Regions from separate parts of the Pan troglodytes genome. Here region 1 is linked to region 2. Evidence: chromatin contacts called from public HiChIP or PLAC-seq data. All regions are on one chromosome and are shown on one strand. The core of a region is the stretch at or near the end of the contact, and the rest is flanking DNA. Distances in the headings are between cores, read along the strand shown. Region 1 holds the start of CCDC177 (coiled-coil domain containing 177). Region 2 holds the start of GALNT16 (polypeptide N-acetylgalactosaminyltransferase 16).

Region 1 (3,539 bases), core at 287-2,786, 320 kb before region 2:
ACACTGTTGGTTTTAGGAACCAGGTATATGGTCACAATGTCCTAATTCTAGCTCCAGTCCAGATCTCTGACACAACTTATCAGCCACCTGCTGAGCAGCTCCACCTCAATCAAGAGGTCCGAAAAGGAAACCATCCTTCCCTGGCCCTCCCCATCACTATGTGCTGTATTCCTCCTGCCACTGTTCCTCTCTGGCCCCAATCCTTCCTGCCTGGGGTGACCACAGTGTCCAGCTAACTGGGCTTCCTGCCTCCTCTTGGCCCTGGCCTTTGTAAAGCCTCCACTTCACTGTTGCCAGAGTTATGTTCCTAAAATAAAAACCAAATCATGTCATTTCCCCACTTAAAACCCTTCACTTTCTCCTCACAGTCTACCTGACAATGTCAAGGTTATTTTTTAAAATTTACTTTTTTTTTCTTGAGATGGAGTCTCGCTCTGTCATCAGGCTGGAGTGCAGTGGTGAGATCTCGGCTCACTGCAACCTCTGCCTCCCAGGTTCAAGCGATTCTCCTGCCTCAGCCTCCTGAGTAGCTGGGATTACAGCTGCATGCCACCACACCCGGCTAATTTTTGTATTTTCAGTAGAGACGGAGTTTCACCATGTTGGCCAGGCTGGTCTCGAATTCCTGATCTCAAGTGATCCATCCGCCTCGCCCTCCCAAAGTGCTCGGATTACAGGTGTGTGCCACCACACCCAGCCAAGGTTATTTAATGCATAGTTCAACATTCCCTCTAATGTTATGTCCCATCCTCTCCTCGACTTCCCTCCATCAAGCACTCCTCCGATCTGTCTCCTATGGCCACTATCACTCAAAATGGAAAAGAGGTGGGCAGGAGATGTCTCAAAATAACACTCATTGTATGGCACTAACTGGTTATAATTGTTATTATCTATAACCAGGAAGTCATAAAATGTTGCATTAAACACCAGTTACATATGTTCCACCTGCGTCAAACCCATAAGTGTTCTTAGTTTTTGTTTGTTTTTATTTTGTTTTATTTTGTTTGAGACAGGGTCTCACTCTGTCACCCAGGCTGCAGTGTGGTGGTGCAGTCATGGTCCACCGCAGCCTCAACCTCCTGGGCTCAGGTGATCCTCCCACTTCAGCCTCTGGAGTAGCCGGGACTACAGGCACAGGACACCACCCCAGCTAATTCTTGAAAATTTTTTTAGAGATGGGGACTCGCTATGTTGTCCAGGCTGGTCTCAAATTCCTGGACTCAAGTAATCCACTGGCCTCGACCTCCCGAAGTGCTGGGATTACAGGTGTAAGCCACCTTGCCCAGCCTGTTTTTAGTTTTTCATTGAAAAAAAAAAAATCACAATTTGCATCAGGCGCCATATTTCCACCCAATTATTCGCTATCAAGTTTGTTTGCTCCTCAGGGTTTCCTTTAGAAACAAGCTGAGCAATTCCTTCATTCTACCCAGTTAGGCTGCTGAAAGACTAGGGTTTCTTGGTGATTTATATATCGATATCTATCCATATTTATACCTACATCTACCTGTATGTGTGTAGTGTATATATATACATATTATATGTGTGTATATATGTACATATATACATTTAAACAAAAATTTCTCCTTCGTCCTCGAAGCAAACAAACCAGCACCCTCGAGTGTCCGCCAGGAGGCGCAGGGGGCAGCGTGGGACCTGCGTTACCTCCACGGTTGTAGAGGTGTAGAGGGATGCCGCAGCGACGGAACCGGGCTTCTTTTTTAAAGAATCAATGTGAGGGAAGGGTGCAGAGCCGCGTTATTTCAGGGAGACATTGTCGCACTCCCCCTCCCACGTGTAGGTAGCATCTGGGGTGCGTGCGCCCTGTTCGCAGACCCCATGGAGAGACGCTGGCGGCGGCAGATGGGGCTCCTTTCACGGTTGCAGCCGGCAGTAACCCGACCCCGCCGGCGCAGAGACTGAAGAAGCGCAGGGGACAGCGGCGAGCTGCGAACAAAAGCCCTTGGCGCGGGGCCGAAGCCCAGGACGCGGGGTGAGTAAACCGGCTCGGGTACCGGGAGCTGCGGGAACCTGGGCGGCCAGGTTCTTTGCGCTCCAGGAGCCCACCCACTGGGATGCTGTGGGGGAACTCGGAGGGCACCCGAGGGCGGGTATCTGAACCCAGACTGGGGTGGATGGTATCTTTAGCACATTCAGACTTGGAGGAGATCCGGTGCGTCTGAGAGTATCCAGGCACCTTCTCCATCCCCAGCAAACACCCGGTGGGGGTGGAGGTGGGGGCGGAGGCGGCGTGCAGAGCCCTCAGTAAGCCCTGCCAGAGCTGCTGGAGCAAGAATCCATCACCCCTCCCGGAGAGGCCTTTGGGGACTTCTCCCAGCCCTTTAATCACCCGGGGGCCCTGCGACCGAGTCTCCTTTGGCAGGGGAAATCAACCATAAACTTCTTCCCTTAGGCAAATGGGGTCCCTTGGGATGAACAGGCCTCTTGCTTTTTTGTTCCTGCAAAGCTGCATCCCCAGTAGCCCGCCTAAGCTACAAACAAATACGCTAATCCTCCCGGGAATCCTCCAGCGCCTCCCTCGCTAGCTCCTGCCTGCACCTGGATCTTTTCATCTTAACTTGCAGCAGAAAGGGGATGCATCTAGCGGGCCAGGCGCCCAGAGGAGCCTCGCCACAGGCCTCCACCCCGCATTCCGGGGCTGAGGGAGACCCAGGCTGCTCTCTGAACACGAGTGTCCGCCCCACCCCCATCCCCGTTCTGGCGCTCAGCCTGGGCTTTCCGACATCGGTTTTATGATTTACGTTCCACCAAAGCCTCTGAGCCTAATCCGAAAGCGGATTAAGTTGGGATGGGGTGACTATGGATGAGGAGGGGGGAAGAGCTCTCAAACGTATTCCTCGATGTCCCTCCTTGTGATCTGCAGAGATTCCAACAAAGGACGGGGCTCAGCCATGGTGGACCCAGTGCCTGAAGAAGAGAAGGCAGGAGCGGAACCCGGCGACTCTGGAGGGGACGAGGCCGTGGCGTCCGTGCCCCCTGATGCCCAGGGCGCACAGGAGCCCGCAGCCTCCTCGGCCTCGGCCTCGGCCTCGGCCTCCGCGGCGGTGCCCCGCAAGGCGGAAGTCCCATGTGCAGCCGCAGAAGGCGGGCGGCGGGAGCAGTCCCCGCTGCTGCACCTCGACCTCTTCAACTTCGACTGCCCAGAGGCGGAGGGCAGCCGCTACGTGCTGACCAGCCCCCGCTCGCTAGAGGCCTGCGCCCGCTGTGCGGTCAAGCCGGTGGAGCTGCTGCCACGGGCCCTGGCCGACCTGGTGCGCGAGGCTCCGGGCCGCTCCATGCGGGTGGCCACCGGCCTGTATGAGGCCTACGAGGCGGAGCGGCGCGCCAAGCTGCAGCAATGCCGGGCCGAGCGCGAGCGCATCATGCGCGAGGAGAAGCGGCGTCTTTTCACGCCTTTGAGCCCCGCGGCCGCCGCCGCCGCCGCCGCGGCCTCGGCCCCGAGCGCGGGCAGCAGCAGCAGCTGCAGCAGCGCCAGCCTCCCGGCCTCGCCCGCGCCGCGTGCGGCCCGCAAGGCTTCCCCT
Region 2 (3,867 bases), core at 440-2,939:
CGGAGACGGCGACAGGATCGCCCCCTGCAGGGCGGCTGCGGCTCCGCACGCCCCCGCCCGGGTCCCCAGAGCGCCAAGGGCCCCCGCAGCCCCGCCGCCGCCCCCGCTGTGCCACACTGCCTTTGTTTCCCTGCCCGCTTAGATGTCGCGAGGCTGACTTCATGCAAGGGTATCGCCAAGTTCGGGCGCTGACACTGCCCACCTACCCGTGGTGGCGGACCCTAATGTTGGGAGTGAGAGACGCGTACAGTGCGAGACCTTTCCTCAACCCAGAGAACTCCGGGGGAGCTGGGTGTCGGCGCCGAAGAAGCGGGTTCAAGTTGACCCCTGCTCAGAAGGGGGTTCGAAGCCAGGCGCAGCGCCTAGAGAGCCTTCCCCTACCCACGCCCCCACCCGATGTCCTTTGCCCCCAGAAGGCTGGAGACGGGCTGCGCACTGCCACCTACGCGCTCGGCTGCGAGTAGTTCCCACCGCCCGCTCGCCGCGCGCTGGGCCCGGCAGCCTTCCGGGGCACACGAGGCTCCTGCAGCCCCCAGACTCCCGGCCCCGGCAGCGCAGAGCCGGGAGAGCCGCCACGTTCCCAGCCGCGCGCGCACGCCGGGCCCACCAAACTTGCAGCACTTTCTCCCAGCCCCCACCCTCTGTCACCCTCCCTTAGTCGGTGCGCCCCAGCCCCGCCGCCCGGCAGAGGTTGCCATAACAACGGGCAGGAATGCTCCAACATATACAAAGCCGGCCCGGCGCAGCGGGCACTCAGCCCCTGGCCGGGCCCCGCGCCCTCGGCCGCCGCGCAGGGGCTGGACGCGCGCCGCGGCTCCCTAGCCGGCCGGCCGACGCTCGGGGCGTACTCACAATGAGCGGGATGGTGCGGTCCTCGCGGAGCTGCTCCGACCTCCTGCCGGCCCTCTGCGCGCCCCGGCCGCCGGAGGATGCTGCGTGGGCTCGGTTGTCCTGCCATAAGTAGTAGAAAGTGCCCAGGATCCAGGCTACGGTCAGGATGGCGATGGCATTGGCGCGGATCTTCCTCATGGTGGGCAGACGGGAGCCCCAGGTGGGGGACTGGGCCGGCGTGCTCTCGGGGCCGGGGCGGGGGCGCTCGCAGCCCCAGCTGTTTGTTTTCGCTCGCGCCTAGCTGCTCAGTCCTGCAGAGCAGAAAAAGGAGAGAGGTGGGGGGGCGGGGGGGTGATAGGGAGAGACAGGATCGCGGAGCGATCCTCACGGTCCTAATGCCCTTCAGCCCAGAGCGCGCGCGTCCCCCGGGCGCCCATTCATTCGCGCGCAGGGCCGGCCCCGCGCTCCAGCCGCCGCCGGCTGACCCACCAGGCCACTGCGCACTGGGAGAGAAGCGCGCCGAGTGGGAAGCGGCGCGGGCCTTCCTCCCGCGCCCGGGAACCCGGCGAGACAGACGCCCGCGGCGGAATGGCGACTGGCCAAAGCCAGCCTCGGCTCCCACCGCTAGGTGACCGAACGCCCGGCAGCTGCCCCCGCGCGGCCCTGGTCGGTCCTGCCTACCCACACCCACCCCCGGACCGAGCGGCCCTGAGTCACCGACTGGAGACGCGCGACCCCCGACCTGGGCCCGCGCCGCGAGCTGCAGTTCCGGGCTGCACTCTGGCGCGGGATTCAAGGTGTGTTCGGCGAGTCCTTGTGTAGGGGCGGCTGGGCGGGGGAGAGTCCTGAGTTTGTACTGGAATCTGCAGCTGAGATTAGCCAGACAGGGCCCGCCCAGAGGAGGGATTGGAAGCTGGTGCACTTGACATTCGAAGAGAGCGAAGGGGAAACGACGCTGCCTCACACCCAGTGCTAGGAGAGTGGGGGTACGGCCCTTCCACATTTTTCGGTGGCCTGGGGCTCCCAGATTTCACGATGCTTCCCTCTATCCCGCCTCATTGACCCCTGGACAACCCTGAAATATCATCGTCAGCATTATTTCATCGGAAAGAAGGGCAGCAAGAGAGGCCGGATGATTCTCCCAAGGCCAAACAGCTAATTAGTGGGCAGAGCCCAGTCTAGAAGCCATCTCTCCATCTGACACCTTTCGACAAAGTGCAAAACGCGGTGGTGAGAGACGAGGACACAGACATTGAGATTCCGCTCCAGCCCTAGAGGCACTGAGAATCAGGCGTGAACTACTCTTCACTCCAGGCAGAAAGCAAGAGACTTAGATGAGTTTTAGGAAACCAGCACAGTGTCGGGCACAGAGCGCTCAATGAATCGATGTGTAACAACAAAGTAGGGATCCAACAGAGGAAGAAATAATTTATTGTAAGGTGGCCTTTGGGAAAGCTCTCAGAAAGGTGGATGAATCACTTAAGAGGCAAGGAAGGGGGAGGTGAGGACAGGGGAGAGACTGCAGAAATAGGCCTTGCAAAAATCCAGAGGATGGAAGAGCTTGATGTGTTCAAGAGAGAGAGCTGCCAGGCGTTGCAGGGGGCCTAGGATTTGATAGGAGTTGAGGTTGGCCAGGCTGGGTGAGTCTGAACTCAGGAGGTCCTTGAATGCCGGGGCAGAGTTGTTGAGGAGTCTGCTTCCTGCTGGCACTGCTGGACACCATGGCTACTCCGAAGACCCACATAGGGTCCAGCCTCTAAATGAAGCCATCTGGGGAATCAGGCAAACTGAAGTCACAGCATCATGCCCCCCCACAAGCATCCCATGAGCACCACCCTGACAGATAGAAGTAAAATCAGGTGGCTTTTCTCCATTTCTCCAGCACTTGAGACTGAACCGCACATATAATAGATGCTCAATACATTTCTGTTGAGGTGAAGAAACCCTAGTTGGGTTTCTGCTGAGGAAAACCCAGGGTCATTACTGCAATACGATATCCTCACTCAGAAGACTAATTACGATGACACTTAGATAAGTCCAGAAGTGACCCACGCAGGAATGGGACCTAGAAAGAAGAGAATACGCAAAGAGGGCCTCACAAAGGGTCTACACAAGTAGCAGGGAATTTCAGGCATAAGGTGTGGCAGTCACAACAAGGGCAGGAGTCTGGAGACGCCAGATGCTCTCCCAGGTCTCTCTCCCCTGGGGAGTTTAATAAGACTGCGCCAGGGGCCAGGGCTTGTTTGCATAGATGGAGAAAACCACTGCCAAACCACCGTCTGGTTTCCGGAGGAATCATGGGGCAGATCCAGTGGTGCCATTTGTGGGAGGCCAGGAAAGACCTTGCTCCTTGGGAATCAGGCTCCACAGGCCTCTCAGGTCAACCAAGAAAATGTAAGGGAACTACCCTCCTGGTGCCCCCATTTTCACATATCTCTCAGGTGAGCCAGGTGAAAACTTAGGGAGTAGCCCTGTTGTCATAGGCTGCTCCCCTCATCCCAGCCTGGTCTGTGCATCTCTACTTGCCTTTGGATGTGGGATTCGAAGACATCACATCATCTATCACCTCCTGGTAAAAGGCTCCAAACTCACCCCTCGGCACGGGGATGAAGCTGGACCATGCTGACTGAAACCAGGCAGTTGGGGCTTCTGGTGACTCCAAAAGGAAGGCTCCATGGGGGGAAGGAGGGAGGAGTGGGATGGGCTGGAATGTGGCAGGGTTTCTCACATCTCACCACTTACTGCCCAGGGCTCAGTGGTGAGGATGCTATATATCTGCCCCAAATGGTCACTCCTGGTAGTTCTGTCCCTGAGAGAAGGTTTGCTTGGCCCCCACCACCAGAAAGACTGCACAGAAGTGAAGCGTAGCCTCTCTAGATGACTTAACTACAGCTGTTCCTTAGTTGGGCACTTCCCTGGGGGATGATGGGGGTGGGGTGGGGGTAAGACAGCAAGTAATTACCGTGCTCATTTGACTGACAGGAATTCCACATAGACAGAGGTGGAGTAATGTGCCTGAAGCCATAGGCACTCTGG

The links. HiChIP or PLAC-seq counts read pairs in DNA pulled down with a chosen protein or histone mark.
Region 1: a contact with region 2 is called in an H3K4me3 HiChIP or PLAC-seq map of stem cell-derived excitatory neurons, with 2.3 times the contacts expected there. The contact joins the promoter of CCDC177 here to the promoter of GALNT16 in region 2. A contact is called at or near these places in 2 of 7 Hi-C or Micro-C datasets (induced pluripotent stem cells and stem cell-derived neural progenitor cells) and 1 of 1 datasets of contacts at active chromatin or transcription factors (stem cell-derived excitatory neurons).

Annotation. Positions count from the first base shown.
Region 1 is chr15:67,564,237-67,567,775 of NHGRI_mPanTro3-v2.0_pri, reverse strand. It overlaps CCDC177 (coiled-coil domain containing 177), which reads left to right and starts at 1,536. Exons shown (of 2, transcript XM_016926264.4): 1 at 1,536-1,990; 2 at 2,882-3,539. The coding sequence starts at 2,910.
Region 2 is chr15:67,246,140-67,250,006 of NHGRI_mPanTro3-v2.0_pri, reverse strand. It overlaps GALNT16 (polypeptide N-acetylgalactosaminyltransferase 16), which reads right to left and starts at 1,689. Exons shown (of 16, transcript XM_522885.8): 1 at 1,574-1,689; 2 at 853-1,142. The coding sequence starts at 1,029.